Regions from separate parts of the Zea mays genome. Here region 2 is linked to region 1. Evidence: chromatin contacts called from public Hi-C data. All regions are on one chromosome and are shown on one strand. Each heading gives the region's core, a stretch centred on a gene start, on an enhancer-like site or on the middle of the called end of the contact. The rest is flanking DNA. Distances are from core to core; before and after follow the strand shown. Region 1 holds the start of LOC103640772 (pentatricopeptide repeat-containing protein At5g04780, mitochondrial). Region 2 holds the start of LOC100280213.

Region 1 (6,299 bases), core at 543-3,042:
AAAGAACGAGCACCAAAATGAATTCCGGAGAGTACAGCAATAAGAGAACAGGCACACTGTTTTATAGATTGATGGTTAAACCAAATGCCCATCCAAGCAAGGCAGCTGCCCCAAACTCTCTCAGTTTTACTTTTAGGCAAACTTCACAAAGTGGGATTTGTACTTACAAAAAGGAAGTGGAATTTGCTTGACGCTAAGAGCAGAAAAAATTCTCTGCAGACTGAACTGTGAATGTTTCAGCATGTTTGTCCACCTTCAGAAAATCAGAAACTTTTGCATTGCATCGCTGAAAGAAATAGCAAGTTAATACAAGTAGCAACCTTGTGATACTCATTCACATATCTTCTGCTATCAAATTTACATCCCGTCATAAAAGGAATGCAAGTTTAAAATAAATCAAAATGAGAAAATACACCGGATTTCACTAAAATCTGTACAAATGGTTGAAAATGAAAAAAAACATTTGAAAAAATAAATCAGGAGCTAAACTAATGGAGCTGCAGGTTTAACACCTTTGCGAGCTGAATTTAGCATAGCACTTATATTGTGACACTGAACACTAGTACTCCAGTCATAATAGCCTCATTTTTCATGTCCATTTTCAGTCTTGCAGAATTTGTTTACTGAATAGAATTGTTAGATAACCATAAAATCAGAGGGGCTAGGGCACGACCATTTGGAATGACAGAACAACAGTACCGAAGGATTAAACAATTCAGTGCTTTGCTAACAGTAATATTCTTATTTTCCAGATGAGCTCACCCTGAATCAGGATGGCGTTAAACAGCGTTCCACAAAACACAAGTTAGGGCCTGTTTGGTTCCTTTAGTCACTAGACTAAACTTTAGTCGCTAAAGTACCCCGTTTGGTTTCAGTGACTAAATCGGACTAAAGAGCATTAATCGCTGTGAATAATGACTGTATTACCCTTAATAATTAGTGGATGTTTGTTGCAAGAAAAAAGTGAAGAGAGTAAATAAGTTAAAAATCCTAATTTAGTCCCTTTTAGTCACCCTCTTGGTGACTAAAGATCTAAAGTTTAGGTGACTAAAGATCTAAAGTTTAGTCACCATGTTTGCTTCTTTAGGGACTAAAAGTGACTAAACTTTAGTTACTCCAAACCAAACGGGGCCTTACTTAGAGTTTACCTCAACCAGGCTTCTACAAAAAGAAAAAAAAAACGGACCCAACTCCCATAACGAAAATAAACCACAGGGACTCTGGTCATATGATGCAGAAATTCAGAGGCAATAAGATTGCAAAAGGGGAATGGCAGAGACACGGAGCACACAAAACTGTACTCTACATGCAGCAGCAGGGCATATTTTCAGTCCAGTCCAGCCCTACGTAGCACTGACACTACTATAGCACATCAAATCATCAATTTCGATAATGGGGAAAAAAGTACAGTCAGAGAAGAACCGCTGGCTACCTCTCTCATTATGCGTCATTCCGTCGAACACCCTCGGCGCAGGAGCAGATGTCGCCGCACCCGCCGAGCCAGCACCCGCAGCGGCGCTCGAAGGACGCCGAGATAGCCAGGAAGCGGTTGATCGGAACCAGGCTGCAACACGAACACGGCACACGGGGCCAAAATCTCCGCTGCGACTGCGAGTGACCAGGCGCTAGAGCCTAGCGGCGAGCGACGAGAGGAAATTGCGAAAGCAAATATCGAGCCCGCGGGCTGGTGTGGGAACTCCGGAGTCCGGACTGGGGCATACGGCCCGAAACAGAGCGAGGATTAGCAGCTCAATAGCATGGAGACTCTTCCTTAAAGCCCGAGCACTCATGGCACGTTTCGGCCCATTGTCTGCACGTGTGTTTTGTATTCTGCGGATTGTCGTCTCCCAAAAGGAGGAAAATCTCAAAAACAAGGAATAATTAGATATATACCATTAAAATATTATAACTTTAGATATAAATCATAGACTCTACATGTCATTGACACATGTGAATCCCACATATAAGTAAGATAGTAATGGTATATATCTAAAGTTATAATATTTTAGTAGTAAACTAGTAACAGATCCATATTTCCCCAAAAACAATCTCCAATTTGATTAAATATATACAGAAACTATTAATATATATGATCTTCAGAAAAAATAATACATTAGTCGTCAAATGTTTTTTATGACAAACATAGTGGAAGATATTATCTTATGCAATCCTATGAAGATTTAGAATGTTTTGACTCCTTGGGAAACGAGACTTCCATTCTTTCCTGGATGGAGAAAATATTTGGGTGTGGGTTATCAGATCACCTAAAATTTTAGATCCAGTAATTTAGTTTTTTTCAAAAAAATAGGTCCTTAAATTGATAGCTACAGTTTGTCTTAAAAATAAACAATGAAAAAAATACAGTATATATATTTCAAAACTACCGAGTTCTACCAATATTCAATTGAAAATAAACATAAATGCCAGGTGCCATAAAGTACAAGTATACATTATATATATTAACGGTTAATATATACATTTAGAGTTTATTGGTGGTGAGAAATTGTTTCATTAACAAACCAAACTCTACCATAATATTTTCTGTAAGTTATTACTTTGTATACACCTTGGCATACCAAAATTGGAACCCAACTGTGAGAACTCCATTTTTTATAAAACAGTGCCGTTATACATATGATTCTTGGATAGAAGATAATTCAACATTTTAAGTGTTGCGGTGTAGATTGAAACTATTGTCATGTCACTGTAATATCAAAGAATATAATGTATGGTACGGTCTAGAATCTATTTTAACAAAATATAGTTGACATTTTTAATAGAATATATAATAAGAAGCAAAGTCTAAATTTAATGTGTGGATGAAAAATATGACATTCACTTAGAATTAGAAATTGAGATTCACTAAATATAGATTTGTAATGTCTCAAAAAGATGTAGCAAGGGTTGATATAACTCCGGATAAGGTTTTAGCAAAGTACATATTAAAAATCACTGAATGTATGACGAAATCATATAAAGTATATAAAAATTGTTGTGTTAGATAGAACAATCAATTTTGAGTAGCTATGAGGTATAAATTTATCCACATAGTGTTCAGATGGTGCAATGCATGTAATAGTGTAAGCACATGATTGCTACCCACTTCACTATAAATTGTTGACCCATCAATGGTGGTTTTTAATTTAGAAATATAAAAATGACGTAAGGTTCTAAAAAATCAACGGTGAGGACTCAGGCCACGAATCAGCAATAATATATCACTGTCGATTGTGTTGGCGCCGATCTGGGCGCCAAACACTAGAAAGGACCATCTGGTGGTGCTCTCTGCAGAGGCGCGAACGGTCCGCAGTATAGGACCGGACGGTCCACGACCTGGCACAGGAGCGACTCCTCCTCTGCGTACGTCCGGACGGTCCGCGATGGCGCAGAGAGTCTTCTTCGCAGCAGACCTAGATCTTGCATCTCGGGAGGGACCCCATCGGGAGGAGAGATTGTAGGGTGTGTCTTGGCGTCGGCGGGCCACCCAAGACGTCTCTAGTCGACGTAGAGCCGAAGAGAGATGAAGATTTGAGGTAAAAGAAGGTTAAACTAGAACTACTCCTAATGCATCAGGTAAAAACGAGAAATAGACTTGATTTGATCGATTGTGGGGTGTTCAATTGGTCGTAGTCTTCATCTATATAAAGGAGGAGGCCTGGATGCGCTACAAGTCGTTTCCCGAGCTAATCCCGCGGTTTTAGCTAACAAATCTCGCGAGAAACTCGGAACCCTAACTGATTCTGCGCACGCGCGGACCGTCCGCGCCACCACCGCAAACCGTCTGCGAGGACATTTTGTGTGCTCAACATATGCCCCCTGCCTTTTGATGGAGGTTGATGAACCAAAAGCATATGAAATAAGCCTGATGCAAGTCACCGGCTTTTCTAATCCAATATGGTGATCATTTAATAGAGCCCCAATGCATAAAGGTCGTTTAGGATTACATCTTTCTCGATCGTGACCATTTGATCAACAGATCAATAGGAATAGAATGGAGGTGCCTCCCGCCTGAATAGATAAAGGGAGTACGCATGTACCATGGGTTCATCGTCATACCAGTCTATATTTGAACAGGACAACACATCGACGATGAGTAGGTTGGTGGAAAGCATCTTGTCATGATAGGATGAATAGGCGATGCTGGTCGCGTCATCTTTCGGGCTGTTTTACTTGGTCGTTTTGTTTTAGGGGGTGACCAGGGTTCTTTGTTGGCCGATCGCATAAAACGACCTTCTTGCTAGCATATTTGGCTAGCAATTGATCAAAAGTAGGGCCGGCTTTTACTAGCAGACCAAGTGCGTCATGTTGGCTTTGCCCTTGCGTCTCTTTCCTTGCTTTGTGTGGAGGCTGACGCTTATAGCCATGGGCGGACTATCTGGTTGAGTCAGCCGGACCATCCGCATGAGCACCAGATTGTCCGCACCCAGGTGTCGGACAGTCCGCGATGCTCGAGTCAAGGAGTTTTGCTCGGCAGCTTGGTTGAGCCTACCCCCCCGATGCCTCCGAACTTGTAGTCTTTCTGTCCGGAGCTTTCCGAGCAATCCCTTCTTGTGATATTGTCGGCATTTCGACCCCGGGGGGTCCCTGGACCGACGAGTAAATTGTCGCCGCGTGTCCCAGCCCAGATGGGTCGGCGCGAGACGGAGCACGAAGGGGGGAAGAAACAGGCAAAGGGGAAACTCGCGGCCTTCATGTTGTCCTGCGCCCTGGTCGGGTGCGCTTGCAGTAGGGGGTTACAAGCGTTCGCGTGGGAGAGGGAGAGAGGGGGCGAGAGCCTTATGCGTCGGCCCGTTCTCCCGCGCGGCCAACCTTCTCGTACGAGAGCCCTGGACCTTCCTTTTATAAGCGCAAGGAGAGGGTCCAGGTGTACAATGGGGGGTGTAGCAGTGTGCTAACGTGTCTAGCAGAGAGGAGCTAGAGCCCTAAGTACATGTCGTCGTGGCAGTCGGAGAGGTTTTGGCACCCTGTTCATGTGATGTCGTGGCCGTCGGAGGAGAGCTGGAGCCCTGCGGAAGGACAACTGTCGGGGTTGTCGAATCCTTGCTGACGTCTCCTTGCTTCCGTAAGGGGCTGAGAGCCGCCGTCGTCATGGAGCACGCGGGGCGCCATCATTACTTGTTTACCGGGGCGAGCCAGATGGGACGCCGATCTTGTTCCCCGTAGCCTGAGCTAGCTAGGGGTAGGGTAATGATGGCCCCCCTGTGACGCGGTCGGTCTGAGCCCTAGGTCGGGCGAGGCGGAGGCTCCTCTGAGGTCGAGGTTGAGTCCGTCTTCCGAGGTCGAGGCTGAGTCCGAGCCCTGGGGTCGGGTGAGGCGGAGACCGTCTTCCGAGGCCGAGGCTGTGTCCGAGCCCTGGGGTCGGGCGAGGCGGAGACCGTCTTCCGAGGCCGAGGCTGTGTCCGAGCCCTGGGGTCGGGCGAGGCAGAGTCCGTCTTCCGAGGCCGAGGCTATGTCCGAGCCCTAGGGTCAGGCGAGGCGGAGTCCGTCTTCCGAGGCCGAGGCTGTGTCCGAGCCCTGGGGTCGGGCGAGGCGGAGTCCGTCGTCCAGCGTCGAGGTTGAGTCCGAGCCCTGGGGTCGGGCGAGGCGGAGCTTCCTGTGGCGCCCGAGGCTGGACTTAGCTGCTGTCAGCCTCACTCTGTCGAGTGGCGCAGCAGTCGGAGCGACGCAGGCGGCGCTGTTTTCTTGTCAGGTCGGTCAGTGGAGCGGCAAAGTGACTGCGGTCACTTCGGCTCTGTCGACTAAAGAGCGCGCGTCAGGATAAGGTGTCAGGCGATCCTTGCAGTAAATGCTCCTGCGATACTGTCGGTTGGCGTGGCGATCTGGCCAAGGTTGCTTCTCTGCGAAGACTGGGCCTCGGGCGAGCCGAAGGTGTGTCCGTTGCTTGAGGGGGCCCTCGGGCGAGACGTGAATCCTCCGGGGTCGGCTGCCTTTTCCCGAGGCTGGGCTCGGGCGAGGCGAGATCGTGTCCCTTGAGTGGACTGAGCCTTGACCTTAATCGCGCCTGTCAGGGACCATAATTAGGGGTACCCTCAAGACGCCTAATTCTCAGCTGGTAACCCCCATCAGCATAAAGCTGCAGAGGCCTGATGGGTGCGATTAAGTCAGGGATCAGTCCATACGAGCGACTCGATCACGCCTCGCCCGAGCCTAGCCTCGGGCAAGGGCAGCCGACCCCGAGGGGTTTCCGTCTCACCCGAGGCCCCCCTTTTTACGGCGGACACATCTCCGGCTCGCCCGAGGCCTTGCCTTCGCTAAGAAGCAGCCCTGACTAAATCGCCGCGCCGACCGACCGAGTCGCA
Region 2 (5,831 bases), core at 1,101-3,600, 280 kb after region 1:
ATATATAAGCGTACAACTAACCACAGCATGTGCAGAACCAATTGAAATTGCTTCAGAATGAATAGGCAAGAGTGTGAACTGACACATTCACACAAGCGACAAATGCTGGCACTCATGCAGCACAAACACCATATCTAGGAAATGTCCTAATAACTGAATCTAGGAAACGCATAAAAAACACTAAGCCCAATAATATATTAGTTCTAATTACTGACCTGTTGTGGAATCTAGTAAGAAAATATCAGACTCAATACAATTAGCACATTTACTAAATTCATTTGTATATTAAATTACATTATTTATGACTTAATCAGACATATTGGTATCTTTCTGAAACTCAGCAAAACATATGTTTGCCGCCATTAATCAAGGCATAAAAGTATGGTTGTGAGTGAGGCATGCTTGAGAAACAGGACTCAAATGTTTGTAGGAGGCGAAAACAGTATGCCTCAAGACTATTTGATTCAATTCGATATGGTTTTGGGACTTAGAAAGGATGGTTCCATAATAACTTCTACCTCTACTATTTCTGGTAAAAGTTTAGAGGAAGTCTTAATGTAGTATGCATCCCATTTTTCAAGAAAATAGTATATGCTCTTAAACTCTATGTCTTTGTATTTTTCACAGTTATGTGCATGACAAACCTCTTACTTTCTTAGATGTCCCGGTTTATGAGCTTATTCCTAACACTCCAGATGTAGAGTAAGTGCATAAACGTTTTTGAGAGAATAATGCAAAAACTTCACCCGGTCATCGTGGTGCGAAGTCCTAGATGTGAGGACTAACGAGGAACAACATGATGAAAAATATCAGTTCAACTCCTACAGCACCAGCTGGATCTGATTATTTTATTTCAAAAATGACGGAAATGCTGCTTAACAATACTAACAGAATTGCAAGAATAAGACAAACCTGAATCAGGAGGCATCAACAAATTTCCAAGGAATTTCCTCAATGATGGCAAGAGAGTGCACCAGTTCCTAAAGTCTGATAATGACATAGACTTCCCTGAGACCCCTTCAACATCCTTTGAAAACACTGCAGAGTTGAGGAATTCTTCGAATGGTCTATTGTTGGAAACTTCGACAGCTTCCTTCTTTATTGCAAATACAGTTTCATGAACAGACGCCAAGACTGATTCCAAATCAGACCTGGCAGTGCATGTGATATGTAAATGCAAGAGTAAATACCAAATGATGCCTAAAAGCCTGAATAAAAAATCCCAAAACAACCTATAAATCATAAGCTTTGTTTAACACAAAGTATGAATCTTCTAAGTGCAAACAAATTCGCCTTGGCCAATATCGCTCCGCGAAACAAGTACCTAAGACATGTAACTGGAATGCATAAGGCCTAATGGTAACCAGAAATCCCTACCCCTCATTTATATCATTTGTGTTCTTTAATGTCTTTGTTGAAGTAATTTTCAGATTTGGAGCATGCAACTACTGAATCGGCTTAGCAAAGGAAACGGTTCACTCATGACATACCAATTTATCAGAAGAAATTAATTTCTCTCAAAAGCAATACCTTGTTAAGGCGCCATCTCCTGTGACATCACATAGTTGATAAATGAATTCATCGACCTCATCACGAGTTCCCCTTCCATATGTTGCCTACATGCAACAAATAAAAGACTGTCAAACTACAGAATACATACAAAGTACTAGCTAGAAAGGGTGACCATATCTGGATCTTAACTTGGACAAATTCCACCAGGCACCAACACATCAATGACCTTGCTCGCGACAACTAAACGAACAACAGAGTGGATCGAATTGAGTCGAGCACTAACTTTGGAGATGATCAAATCCTCGAACGTGACCCCATCGCTCCCGCCACTCTCCTTCGCCACCAGCTGGAACAGCCTGTCGCCTAATCGCCCCCGGACCTGGTAGTATTCCTGCGCAAATAGAGGCGAACCCGTTAGAGATCGCAATCCAGATCCAGGACCAATTCAAAAGAGCGAATGTGCGTGCGGTGCCCACGAGGAAGACGGGGCGTGAGATGGCGCGGCCGCCGGTCCGCGACTGCGCTGCGAGGGAGGCGAATAGCTCGCGGAGGCCGTCCAGCTCCTGCTTCGGGAAGGCCCTGCGAGGAAGCGTGTCAGCGGTGAGAGCACCAGACAGGGCTTGCGAATCGCGGCAGCGAAGGAGGTGGCAGACAGCTGTTAGTGGGGAGGCGGTACCTCGAGGCCATGACGAAGCGGGAGCTGGAGGCGGACGCCGGCGAAGCCTGCGAGTTGCCCATCGCCGCCGGCGGAGGTGGGGTCCCGGCTTGTCGGCGCCGGAGGGCGCGCTCGGGCTCAGCAACTGCCAATCGAACTCTCTACGATTTTTTTTTTATTTTCCTTTTTTTTTGAGCGATTTACTTTTTCAGTTATTCTTTTCCCTTTTGTCGATTGTCGTCAGTCGTCACTGGGCGGCCCCTCGCGCCACCAAGGGGACGCCTGACGCCTTCGTTTGATGGGCTTTTCGCTTTCTCGCTTTTCACATTTAAAACGTGGAGGCCCATGTGCTGGCAGCCCAGTCCAAAATAGTTACGACGGCCGATATTTTAGTTTTTTTTATTTGTGTCTTGGAGATATATATTTTTGGTACAGAATTTGCAAATCCTATATGACACCCGTGCGTTGCTGCAAAAATTAGGGTGCGAGGACTGTGAGCACATTGTCGGGCCAGACATCGAGATATCCGGTAACGTTTCATGAGAACCCCATTAGGGCTTGTTCGGTTAGCTCTCAATCCATGTGGATTGAGTGAGATTGGATGAATTTAAATCTCAAGCAAGTCAAACCTTCTTCTTAAAATTTTCAAATCTCATTCAATCTATGGGTAACGGGATTAACCGAACAAGACCTTATTGAGTAGCCAACCATGTATAGATGTAGTTCATCTGTGAAGAAATGCATACAACTTCTTTATACTGGGAACCTTTACCGGAAATCAGAGGTATAAATCTATTTATTTAAAAGGTCTGAGATTCAATTCGTATTCGAGTCCGGGTACTCAGTATCAATCTGTATCCATATTTTTAAAGTTGGGCATTTAAGATGTATATATCTATTCAAATTATATCCGACATATTTGATAATATCTATATATTCGATCGAGTCTGAAGAGAAAATATGAAACGAGTACGTTGGTATCCGATCTGATTATACTCCGCTTGATATATGTTGTCGTTTGACCTTGGAGCCGTCATGGAGCCACCCGCAATGATTTTAATGGTTTGTGTGGTGTTTCGTTGTGCAGTACTGTAGTACTTTATTTTCTTGAGCTCTCTGTACTTGGGTTGGAGAGAGATCAATGCGGTTTGATCGGCCACGGCAGTACTCGTACTCCTGGCTGATGGATTAAACTCGACCTTTCGAGTCAAAGATTTAAAACAGCTGCTACTGCTGCTTCTTCATTTCTCTTGTTTTTTTTTTCAACACCCGTCTTTACAGCTCTCTGGCCTCATAATAAACATTCATAAAGGCCGTTGCCCATTTTGAGGAAAGATACCGAGCAAGCATCGGACTCACAATCCATGGCCGATGGTGCTGCTGGCAGAGAGATGCACAGACCTTATAAATGTTGATGAAGGAGGGCTTCAAGATTTCTGTCAAGATATGGATTTCATGGCACTCCTACCGTCGTATAGTAGTAAAAAGATGCAAGAAAAAGGTCTCCAAAGACACAACAAACACTAGGAAAAAAAATTGTTGATCTACCACAAATTTTCAAAAAAAAATAAACATTTATGAGCTGCTGCTGCTGCTGTTTGTAGCTATGTCTATCAAGCCTTGAATTCCCAATAAATAGGTTGATGTCACGGCGCACTCAAGTCTCGCAGTGTAGTAGTAGTTGTCTCTCGTCTTTCCGGCGATCGACATACTACTACATTTTTTTCTAGGACAGATGCCAACTTTAAGTGCTAGCTAGTGGTAGTATCAGAGCCTATCCATGGCTGCCGCCAGAGATGCACAGAGGAGCTAATAAATTTTGAGGTGGAGAGCTTGTAGATTGCTGGGTTTTTAAGTAATGGGCATGTAGTAGTATTGATTAGGGTGCCGCAGAACGTAAGGTAAGACAGTAGGCATCCTAATTCATGTAAGGAGGCAGGCACACTGTTGACGCTTTTTTGGAGCGCCAAATACTCAAGAAGAACCGGCGGCGGTGCTCTCTGGTCAGGCGCGGACGGTCCGCGGCCTGGGGCCGGACGGTCCGCGACCTGGCGCAGGGGCTAGGGTTTCCTGCCTGACGGCCGGACGGTCCGCGCCCTGGGCCGGACGATCCGCGCGTGTGCAGGGGCGGCGGAGGATCGCCGGCGGCGGCCTGGATCTCGCTCCCGGGAGGGACCCCGTCGGGGAAGAGATCCTAGGGGTTGTCTAGGCTCGGGCCGGCCGACCTAGACTCCTCTAATCGGCGTAGAGTCGAAGAGAGGCGAAGAATTTGGGGATTGGGAGGCTAAACCTAAACTAGACTAGAACTACTCCTAGGATAAAATGCGAATAAAAGTTGTATTGATTCGATTGTTGATGATACAAATCGGCCGTAGACCTCTCCGTTTATAGAGGAGGGGGACTGGACCCTTTACACAACTGATTCCGAGCTAATTCCGCGAATATAGCTAACAACCGTAGCACAAAACTCGGAACCCTAATCTGTTCTGCGCACGCGCGGACCGTCCGGCCTCAGGGCCGGACCGTCCGGCAGCTCTTTTTTGGTTCGAACATATGCCCCCCTGCCTTTTGGTGGAGCTGGGCGAACCAAAAGCAACTAACTCGATGTGATCACATCGGTTCTCTTAGGCATCTTGCCACATACTAGGATGGTACTGTTTGAGGAAACGCCCATTCAAAGCCTTTGGTAAATCCTTGCCTTGTAATGTTTGTAGCAAATAGGCGTTACCAGACATTACCTGTTTTACTTTATAAGGACCCTCCCAGCTTGGCGACCATTTCCCAAACTTCCGGTCTTTATTCCTTAGAGGTAAGATGGTCTTCCACACCAGATCCCCTACTTGAAATGACTTTGCTTTGACCTTCTTATTGTAGGCCCTGGCTACCATAATCTTGTCCTTTTCTATTGCTCCCAAAGCTATCACCCTCTTGTCAGTCACCTCATCAATATTATCCATCATTGAATTATAATAATCAGTGACAGTTAGATCATTTTGTCTGGCGAATCTGACAGCATTCAAACTTATTTCCACAGGCAATACTGCTTCCTGCCCATAGACAAGCTCAAAAGGAGATACTTTAGTAGCACTATGTTTAGATATTCTATGAGCCCATAAAGCTTCGGACAAAATCTTATGCCAATGTTTAGGATTATCAGATATCTTCTTTTTTATTAAATTAATCAATGTCCTATTACTAGACTCGGCCTGTCCATTGGCCTGAGCATAATATGGAGATGAATTAAGTAGTTTAATTCTGTATAATTCAGCAAATTCACGTACCTCTTTTGACATAAAAGAAGTCCCTTGATCTGTAGTCAAGGTCTGGGGAATGCCGAATCTATGAATAATATGCTCAGTTATGAACTCAATTACCTCCTTGTGCGTCATGTTTTTCAGAGCAACGGCTTCAGTCCATTTGGTAAAGTAGTCAGTGGCAACTAACACGAACCGATGCCCCTTTGATGATGAAGGATGAATTTCTCCAATAAAGTCTAATCCCCATCCTCTGAAAGGCCAAGGCTTGATAATAGGATGTAATTCGGCTGCAGGGACCAACTGTAGGTCACCGAATTTTTGACACACTTGGCAACCCTTGTAGTACTTGAAACAATCAGCTATCATGTTAGGCCAATAAAAACCAGACCTTCGCAACAACCACTTCA

What was found. A called contact is a pair of places that touch in the nucleus more often than the background predicts.
Region 2: a contact with region 1 is called in a Hi-C map of leaf, with 2.9 times the contacts expected there. The contact joins the promoter of LOC100280213 here to the promoter of LOC103640772 in region 1. A contact is called at or near these places in 10 of 25 Hi-C or Micro-C datasets (bundle sheath, ear, endosperm and 4 more).

Annotation. Positions count from the first base shown.
Region 1 is chr10:5,675,131-5,681,429 of Zm-B73-REFERENCE-NAM-5.0, forward strand. LOC103640772 (pentatricopeptide repeat-containing protein At5g04780, mitochondrial) reads right to left here and starts at 1,793. Exons shown (of 5, transcript XM_020545970.2): 1 at 1,433-1,793; 2 at 168-286.
Region 2 is chr10:5,955,248-5,961,078 of Zm-B73-REFERENCE-NAM-5.0, forward strand. It overlaps LOC100280213, which reads right to left and starts at 2,351. Exons shown (of 8, transcript NM_001153144.1): 1 at 2,189-2,351; 2 at 1,989-2,091; 3 at 1,796-1,903; 4 at 1,531-1,616; 5 at 913-1,151. The coding sequence starts at 2,250.